Linked DNA regions of Mus musculus: region 1 is linked to region 2. A link is a contact called in public Hi-C data. All regions are on one chromosome and are shown on one strand. The core of a region is the stretch at or near the end of the contact, and the rest is flanking DNA. Distances in the headings are between cores, read along the strand shown. Region 1 overlaps Eml6 (echinoderm microtubule associated protein like 6). Region 2 holds the start of Ccdc88a (coiled coil domain containing 88A).

What was found. A called contact is a pair of places that touch in the nucleus more often than the background predicts.
Region 1: a Hi-C map of the N1E-115 cell line shows a contact between it and region 2, with 4 times the contacts expected there. The contact joins the enhancer-like site here to the promoter of Ccdc88a in region 2. A contact is called at or near these places in 3 of 484 Hi-C or Micro-C datasets (the N1E-115 cell line, embryonic stem cells and uterus), 1 of 115 datasets of contacts at active chromatin or transcription factors (microglia) and 2 of 9 other capture datasets (adipose tissue and macrophages).

Annotation. Positions count from the first base shown.
Region 1 is chr11:29,877,459-29,881,139 of GRCm38.p6, forward strand. It overlaps Eml6 (echinoderm microtubule associated protein like 6), which reads right to left. Exons shown (of 42, transcript NM_146016.2): 7 at 3,189-3,324. Among named protein-coding and RNA genes, the nearest start is that of Gm22588, 30 kb to the left of the region's middle. Within about 2 kb of position 2,378, at least 55 of the 459 cell types and tissues checked have an H3K27ac peak or open chromatin away from gene starts, as enhancers often do. A contact at or near this core is called in the N1E-115 cell line, where this site is marked.
Region 2 is chr11:29,371,942-29,375,671 of GRCm38.p6, forward strand. Ccdc88a (coiled coil domain containing 88A) reads left to right here and starts at 1,717. Exons shown (of 31, transcript NM_001363368.1): 1 at 1,717-2,469; 2 at 2,566-2,666. The coding sequence starts at 2,407.

The DNA of each region.
Region 1 (3,681 bases), core at 1,128-3,627, 510 kb after region 2:
CCCACACCAGGAGGCCAGGCTTTGTGTCTGATCATTGCTAATTTACAACTGAATTGCGTGCTTGGGACATTCCCCAAAGACAACCTTAATCCTGTTAGCTCTTAACTTTTGACTTTGTATTTTAAGCAGTTTGGTTGTTTCACATAGAATCATCTTTGGTAAACTCATTCATTCACCATGGCAGTTATTCATCGCTATGAAGAAATGCATTGAATGCATATTGTGGCTTTGGTCTGAATGGGAAAAAGGTGTGCTATGAGGGCCGGCAGTCAGAGACAGGCCACTGATGTTCTATGACTCTTATCAATCTAAGACAGAGGCATGTGCCAAGAGGCTGTGTTTGTTCATAATAAACACTAAAAGGCTGTGTTTGTGTAAATAAACACAAGCAAGCTTCATGTGTCCTCTGGGATGGGTAAGAGAGAGTTAGAGACAACCCAAGCCAGGCACTGCAGCCAGCCTCCATAATTCCCAGGCAGGACCATGGAGCATAAGTAAATCTTATGCCCCAGTTCAGCTAATTTTTAATAAATAAAAAGGAAGAAACTGTGCCCTTCCCCAGCCTTGTGTGGGTGGGCTAAATCAGACCTTGTTTTCCCACAGTCAGCTAGCCCACCTAGGGTGGAGTCTTCAGACCTAGGTGAAGTCTATTGTCCTGCCAATTCTGCAGCTTCCTGCAAGAAGTCACTACCTGCTGAGAAGCTGAGCTTGTCTTCCAGAGAGATCCTGGCAAAGTGATGAGATTCTAGCCAAGTGGGGAATGGGTTCCCCCCTTTATACTCAGACTGAAGAATTAAAACATTAGGCCTTGATCAGAAACACTGTCTTGGTCGCATTCCTCTCCTGTCTGTCCTTCCCATATATCCCCAGCTTTCCTTTCAGGAACCCAGTTCTTCATGGCTGCTGGTGGATACAGACATTTAGTTAGTTATTTGTGTGTGTGTGTGCATATACATACATGCACATGCATAAATGCATATGTAGAATGCATATGAGGGTCAGATGTCAACTTACAGTAATCAGTTTTTTCTTCCTATCATGTGAGTTTCAGGGATTGAACTCAGGTCATCAGGATTGGCATCAAGTACTTTTTAAGGTTGAGCTATCTCACTGCTCCTGATTAATATCTTCAAACTTTAGACACAAAGTGAAAGACCAGGAAAAATTCAGACCCCCTAGCACCAAGAATGTAGGTTATCCAGTTCAGTGACCTTGTTCCAGGACCTGGCCGACCACAAAAGTTAGATTAAAGTCTTGAGAACAATCTTGAGAAGCAGGGAGTTTCCCCTTGTGATTTTTAGTACCCGCTTGTGATTCTTCACTCGTATTTTCCGCATTTTCCAATAATACCCTCCCTTCCCCCTTGGGTTGTGTTTCTTTCCTTTAAATATCCCCTTTCCCAGCTACTCAGGGTCGAACTCCTCTACCCCTGCGTGGGATACGAGTTGACCCCAGTGGGCTGGTTCCTGTCAATAAACCTTGTGCAATTGCAGCAAGGACGGTCTCTTGTGAGACCATCCTTCTTGGGGGGGTCGCGTCATCCTGAGACTTGAGTGAGGTTCTCCCCTCTTCGGGGGTCTTTCAAAAGTAGCAAGTATGGTGTTATAGAATTAGAACATGACCTTTAAAATGTTCTTGCTGAATGTTTAGAAAGTCTTTTTAATAAAATGGAAAATAAAATCAAAACCCCAGAAAAGAACCACAAAACATAGTTTCCATGCAAATGAGGTCAACAGTCATTGTCACCCAACAGCAAAAAGGGGGGGAGGGAATTCATGCATATCAAAAGTCCATCTGAAGATAAAGTCACTCCTATAGTTTTACATTCACATTGAGACCAAGGCAATCCTGATACTGTTTTGCCTGAATCTGTTCCTCTCAAATGTGCTTTACTTCCATGTTTGAAGCAGGGAGTAGGCAGAGCAGAAGGTTAAGATCTCTCTGCGTGTGGGACAGTGTGTAAGGATCTGCTGTCCCCTCTGTCTCCTCCTGTCTGTTCTGCTCCTCCACACCCTCCTTCTAGCCTTGCTTACCCTCACTCTGCAAACACTCAAGAGGGTGGGTGTCTGGAGTTATTTGGTTGAAAGATTTTGCTTTTTTTAAAATGTGACTCTTAGAAAACTAACTTGCTTCTACATATTTATATATTCTTCTGAATAAAGCTGCTTAAAACCACATGATATTATAGAGAATTTAAGGACCTTGACTTTGTCCTAATTGACAGAGTAAAGTAGGAACCAAATTCTACAACTTTCTAAGAAGCCCGGTGTTAGGTATCCACAACTCCCTAAGATAGAATCAGTGCAGTCTCCAGAAGAGCTGTGAGGCATTTTTTATAGTGAATGGCAGAAGGAAGGATGTAGCCTGTGGTGTGACATGAGTCACTATGTGAATGGCAGAAGGAAGAAGGTAGCTTGTGGTATAAGATGAATCACAACATCCAGCTCATTGCTCTGTTGCTAAATTTAAAAATAAAATTTGATTGGAAACAACACTGCTTAGGGAAGATAGCCTGAGGACATACGGTACATGTTTTCTTCTCTCTGCTCTCTGATGTCTACCCTAGCCACTTCAGTGCTACAAGTGGACACAGGTTTATTTTCAGAGGCTACACACTGTCACATTTATTGACTGTCTTGTCCAGAAATTCTTCATTTCATCACTGAAAATAATCCCATATTCTGGGAAACCGTTCAGCTTTTTCACTGTAATGTTATCATCTGTCTTTGCTACAGGATCACTGTAGCTTTATGCCAAGCAGGGGAAAAGCTATCTACTCATTTTCAACATACTTTGGAGCTTGTATTCAATATTTTTATGTAAACCCTTAAAGTCTTCATAGAACAAAGCAAATACTGTCAGGTAGAATATAAAATTTACATAATTAATTCTTTAAAAAACTTTCACTTTATAAGTGATATGTCTCATGCATGTGTGTGTACTATGTGTATACCTAATATACACAGAAGCAAGAAGGAGACACAAGGTCCCTGGAACTGGAATTACAGGCACTCATGAGGCGCCCTGTGGGTGGTGTGAACTGTATCCAGATCTTCTGTGAATGCTCCTAATAGCTGAGCTGTCTCTCTAGCCCTTATATTTACTTCTTTCTCTTAAACAGAAACACACAACTTGACATTGTACATAACCTTCTTAGAGCACATGGTAAGTACTAACACACATTTTACCTTTATATCCTTGTTCCGTCTCCCTGAGATCAATTTTGGTTATTGGTTTGAAATCAGTGTCCCATAATCGTATGCAACCATCTCGCCCACCAGTAGCAAAGCCTTCTTCACAAGCATACAGGCTGAAGATCCCAGCCTGTCAATTATAAGAGGTAGAATTCAATCCCACAGTCACAAATGTCATTGTTGCTGAATCTCCATGATTAAAAATAACAGAGCAAAACTAATTAAAGCAAATGCTGTTTTCTGTTGAAATCTGACAGCAGATCAACATACTTCATCTCAGCTGGATTGCAGTAATTACAGCCACCACCAGGAAGCAAAGCAATTCCAACACATCTAATTTGATAACATTGTTACCGCTACCACCCAAAATGTTAGTTATGAGTGCCTTAGTAAAAGCAGATACAGAATCACATTTCTATATGACAACTGAGTCTTCTGAAACAAAGACATTACAAAGGTGGCACACTTAAGTCATAAATTAACGAAG
Region 2 (3,730 bases), core at 467-2,966:
GATTAGAATTCCGGGGAATAATGACCACAATGCTACTGCTTGCAGTAGCAGATCATTTGCAATGAACTGCCATCTCATGGGTCTTTATTGTTTTTTCTTGCTTTACATGGGAAGAGAGGGGCTCAGTAATGTGTCTAGGTTCACACAGCTAGTGAGTCTTGCTATCAGAAATCCTGAAGGTTCGTGCCCCACGTTGGACGCAAACAAACTTTTGCTGGGCGTGGTGGTGCACATCTTAAATCCCAGCACTTGGAAGGCAGAGGAAGAGGCAGGCAGATTTCTGAGTTCGAGGCCAGCCTGGTCTACAAGTAAGTTCCAGGACAGCTACACAGAGAAACCTTGTCTTGAAAACAAGCAAACAGACAAACAAACAAACAAAAGAAATCCTGAAGAAATTGTGGTGTTTAATTTAGTATATGATAAAACATGTTTACTGTTACCTTAAATTATGAGAGATGGAGAGATGACTCAGTGGTTATGAGCTCTGGTTGCTGGTGCAGAGGACCAGGGTTTGATTCCTGGCATCCAGTGGCTCATGGCTGCCTCTAACCTCTGTTCCAGGGAACCTAGTGCCCTCTTCTGACCTCCACAGGAACCAGGCACATAAGTGGGGAAGAAACATACATCCAAGGCAAAAATTCATACAATCAATGAAAAATAAAACATACAAAAATAGATATCATTAAACATATGAGTAGTCAAAGAGGATAGGTACTTGTAAGCACTGTGCAAACATAAAATGCATTGTAATATCACAATACCATATTGTGTTTGGAAAAAGATGTTTTCTATTCCATCTTATCCTGGACATGCTATGGGTATGAGGAAGAATAACATTTAATTTGCTGTGGAACTGTCATATTTTGATGGGCCCTCTAGTACATAAGATAAATGATTTTTAACAAATGTTTGTCACACAACTTGGATGATTTCTAAATATTTTCTCTTGTGGCTCTCAATTTGGATTTTTTTTCCCAGTGACCAAGAAGTCAAAAAATAATGCCTGCATCATGGAAACTCCAGTCAGGAAATCCCATGTTGAAAGGCAGCTTTGGTTATTCTCGACTCTTATAAATATTTCATATATATATAATATATAAATTATATAAATATATATTATATCTATAAATATTTCATATATATATGAAAAGACGGGAAAACAAAAACAACCTCCATCCCCCCAAGATGTGCTTTTGCTTCTTGCTGCAGCTTTCCTAGGCCTTTTAGGGGGCGAGAAAGCATGTTTAACAGAGCAAATCAAAGTGTCCGAAAGAGGATGTCTGCACCCCTCGTGTTTAAAAAAAAGATGGGTTTCGTTCCTTTTCCTTCACACATGAAAGAAGGCGCTCCAGGAGGAAAGAAACCATAATTAGACATGAGCGAGCAAGCAGACAGACCCGGTTCCTCAGTCTTGCCCGGTTCCTCAGTCTCGCCCCCTACACCCTGGCATCCGTCCGGGGCGCGGACTCGACGCGGGCCCCCGCCGCAGCTGCATCGTCCGCGCGTCCACGCTCCGCCAGAATCTGGGCGGCGGCGGGCCGGCCGGGGGCGCGCTCACGCGGGAGCGCGCTCTTGCAGCGGTTTTCTTCTCCCACAATCCAGAGGTAGAGGCGCGGGAGGGCGGGGAGTCGGCGGAAGGATACTGGCGCGGAGGGAGTGGCGCGCTCGCCCGCCAGGCCGGCGGCGGGTGTGCTGCGGCACTGCGGTTCCGAGGCCGTTACCCTAGCTCCTCCAGAGGGCGGCGGAGGAGGCTGGAGCGCGGCAGCGGAGCGTCCGGGCGTCGCTGAGGCACACGGAGGCTGGCGGGGCTCCTGCAGCCGGACGGTCAGGGACACGCCTCGGTGCTCCGGACCCCGGCCAAGGCCAGGGCGCTGAAGCGAGCGCGAGGCCGCGGAGGGATGCTGAGCGCCTGGAGAGGGGCGAGCCGCGCCTGAGGCTGTGAGGTTGCGGGCAGACGCTCCCAGCTCTCGGCGCCCGTGCCCACTGGCGGCCGGAACGCCCAGAACCGCTCGCCCAGGTCCAGCCCGGCCCCCTCGGCCCCCACGTTGGGCTTGAGTTCTTGGCGGCCGCTGCGCTGGCCGGCTCCCCCCGGGAGCGGGGCAACCTTGACGGGCTTTTTGTCTCGTGCCCCGGCCGCTCTCCGCGTCCTCCTCCTCCAGATGCCTTTTTTCTGCCCCTCCTCACCGGGTGCAGACTGCCAGCATCGGCTGCGGCTCAGCGCGGGATTCGGGCTCGTTTCCCCGGGGGGGCTAAGGAGGGACAGCTCTTCCCCTTCTTCGATGGGATTTTCCTCTCCTGCCGGAATGAACTTTCATTGATTCCGTCTTCTACATTTACTGACCAATTCCCTGGGCGTATTTGTGGTACTTCCTCCCCCCGCCCCCTCCTGAATATATAATCTGTAAAATGGAGAACGAAATCTTCACTCCCCTTCTGGAGCAGTTCATGACCAGCCCCTTGGTCACTTGGGTAAGGAAGATGTCCTTTATGGTATATTTGGCCGTGTTATTTGTGGCTGCAGAGATGGAGGTGGGCGTTCACGTCGTGATAATCCTTCTGTTCTAGGTTAAAACGTTTGGACCTCTGGCTGCAGGAAATGGGACTAACCTGGATGAGTATGTGGCTTTAGTGGATGGGGTATTCTTGAACCAGGTCATGCTCCAAATGTAAGTGTCTTCTTCTTTCTTGGTAACTTATATTCTTTGAAACATTACATACTTTGAACTTAGATTTCACGACTTAATTTGGTTCTTTGGCCAGAAAAAAAAAAATCAGGTAGTTTAATTGGATCTTGGAAGGAGCGGTATTCTTATGTGCCTGCCCCATTTATCACAACCAAATAGTTATACCTGTTAAAATTGGTAAACTTTATCCGTGACTTTGCCAATTCTGTTTTGTCATTTATTGTCTTGACTGCTGAAATTCAAACTACATTGTGTCATCTTTGGTCATTTGGTAAAATGACGGAGATAGAGAAATCTTGTCTACCACAGGGAAAAGACTTAACTGAAGTTATATATGTGGAAAGATATTTATTAACCTTTTTAGTATAAGAATAAGTGGTTCAAAAATGGAAAGTGGTGAACTAATATGTTTCAGAAGTGAAAAATTCAGTTAACATTACAATTGGTCAGGAAGACTTTGTAGCAAACAATTTAAATATCCAAGTTTGATTAGATGGCTTATTGTGTTATTGATGAATTATTAAATTGTTTAATATTTGAGGAATTGTTTAAAGGTATTTTGAGGTTTATAAATAACTGAAGTCTTGAGAGCTGGGTTAATTAGTTAAATCTTTTGTTTGTAATACTGAGCATCTGTTAAGTAGGAATGGGGTTTTTGAGCTAGAAATTGAATATTGAAAGCATATCAGTACTTAGATCAGAGTAATACAAATGACTCCATTTTATTGTTACGGTATTGTAGTGCAGATTCATTGTGAGTACTAAAGTGGTTATCAGTTGCTGAAGATTTAGACTTCTTTCTCAGTCCAGTATCATTACAAGAATCTTGTACTTTTTGACTTGAAGATACTTCTTTTATATATGTGAGAAATTAATTCAGTATAAATGCTTGTTAGAGTCTGTATACTATTCTGTTAATTTTACATATATCAATTCCGTTTTTTTTTTTTAATGGAAATTATTTTTCTTTTTATACTTTCTATTTTAAGAGGTTTTTGCGGGTTAGGTTTTTGTCACCTTGACACAGGGATCTTTAGGGAGAAGGA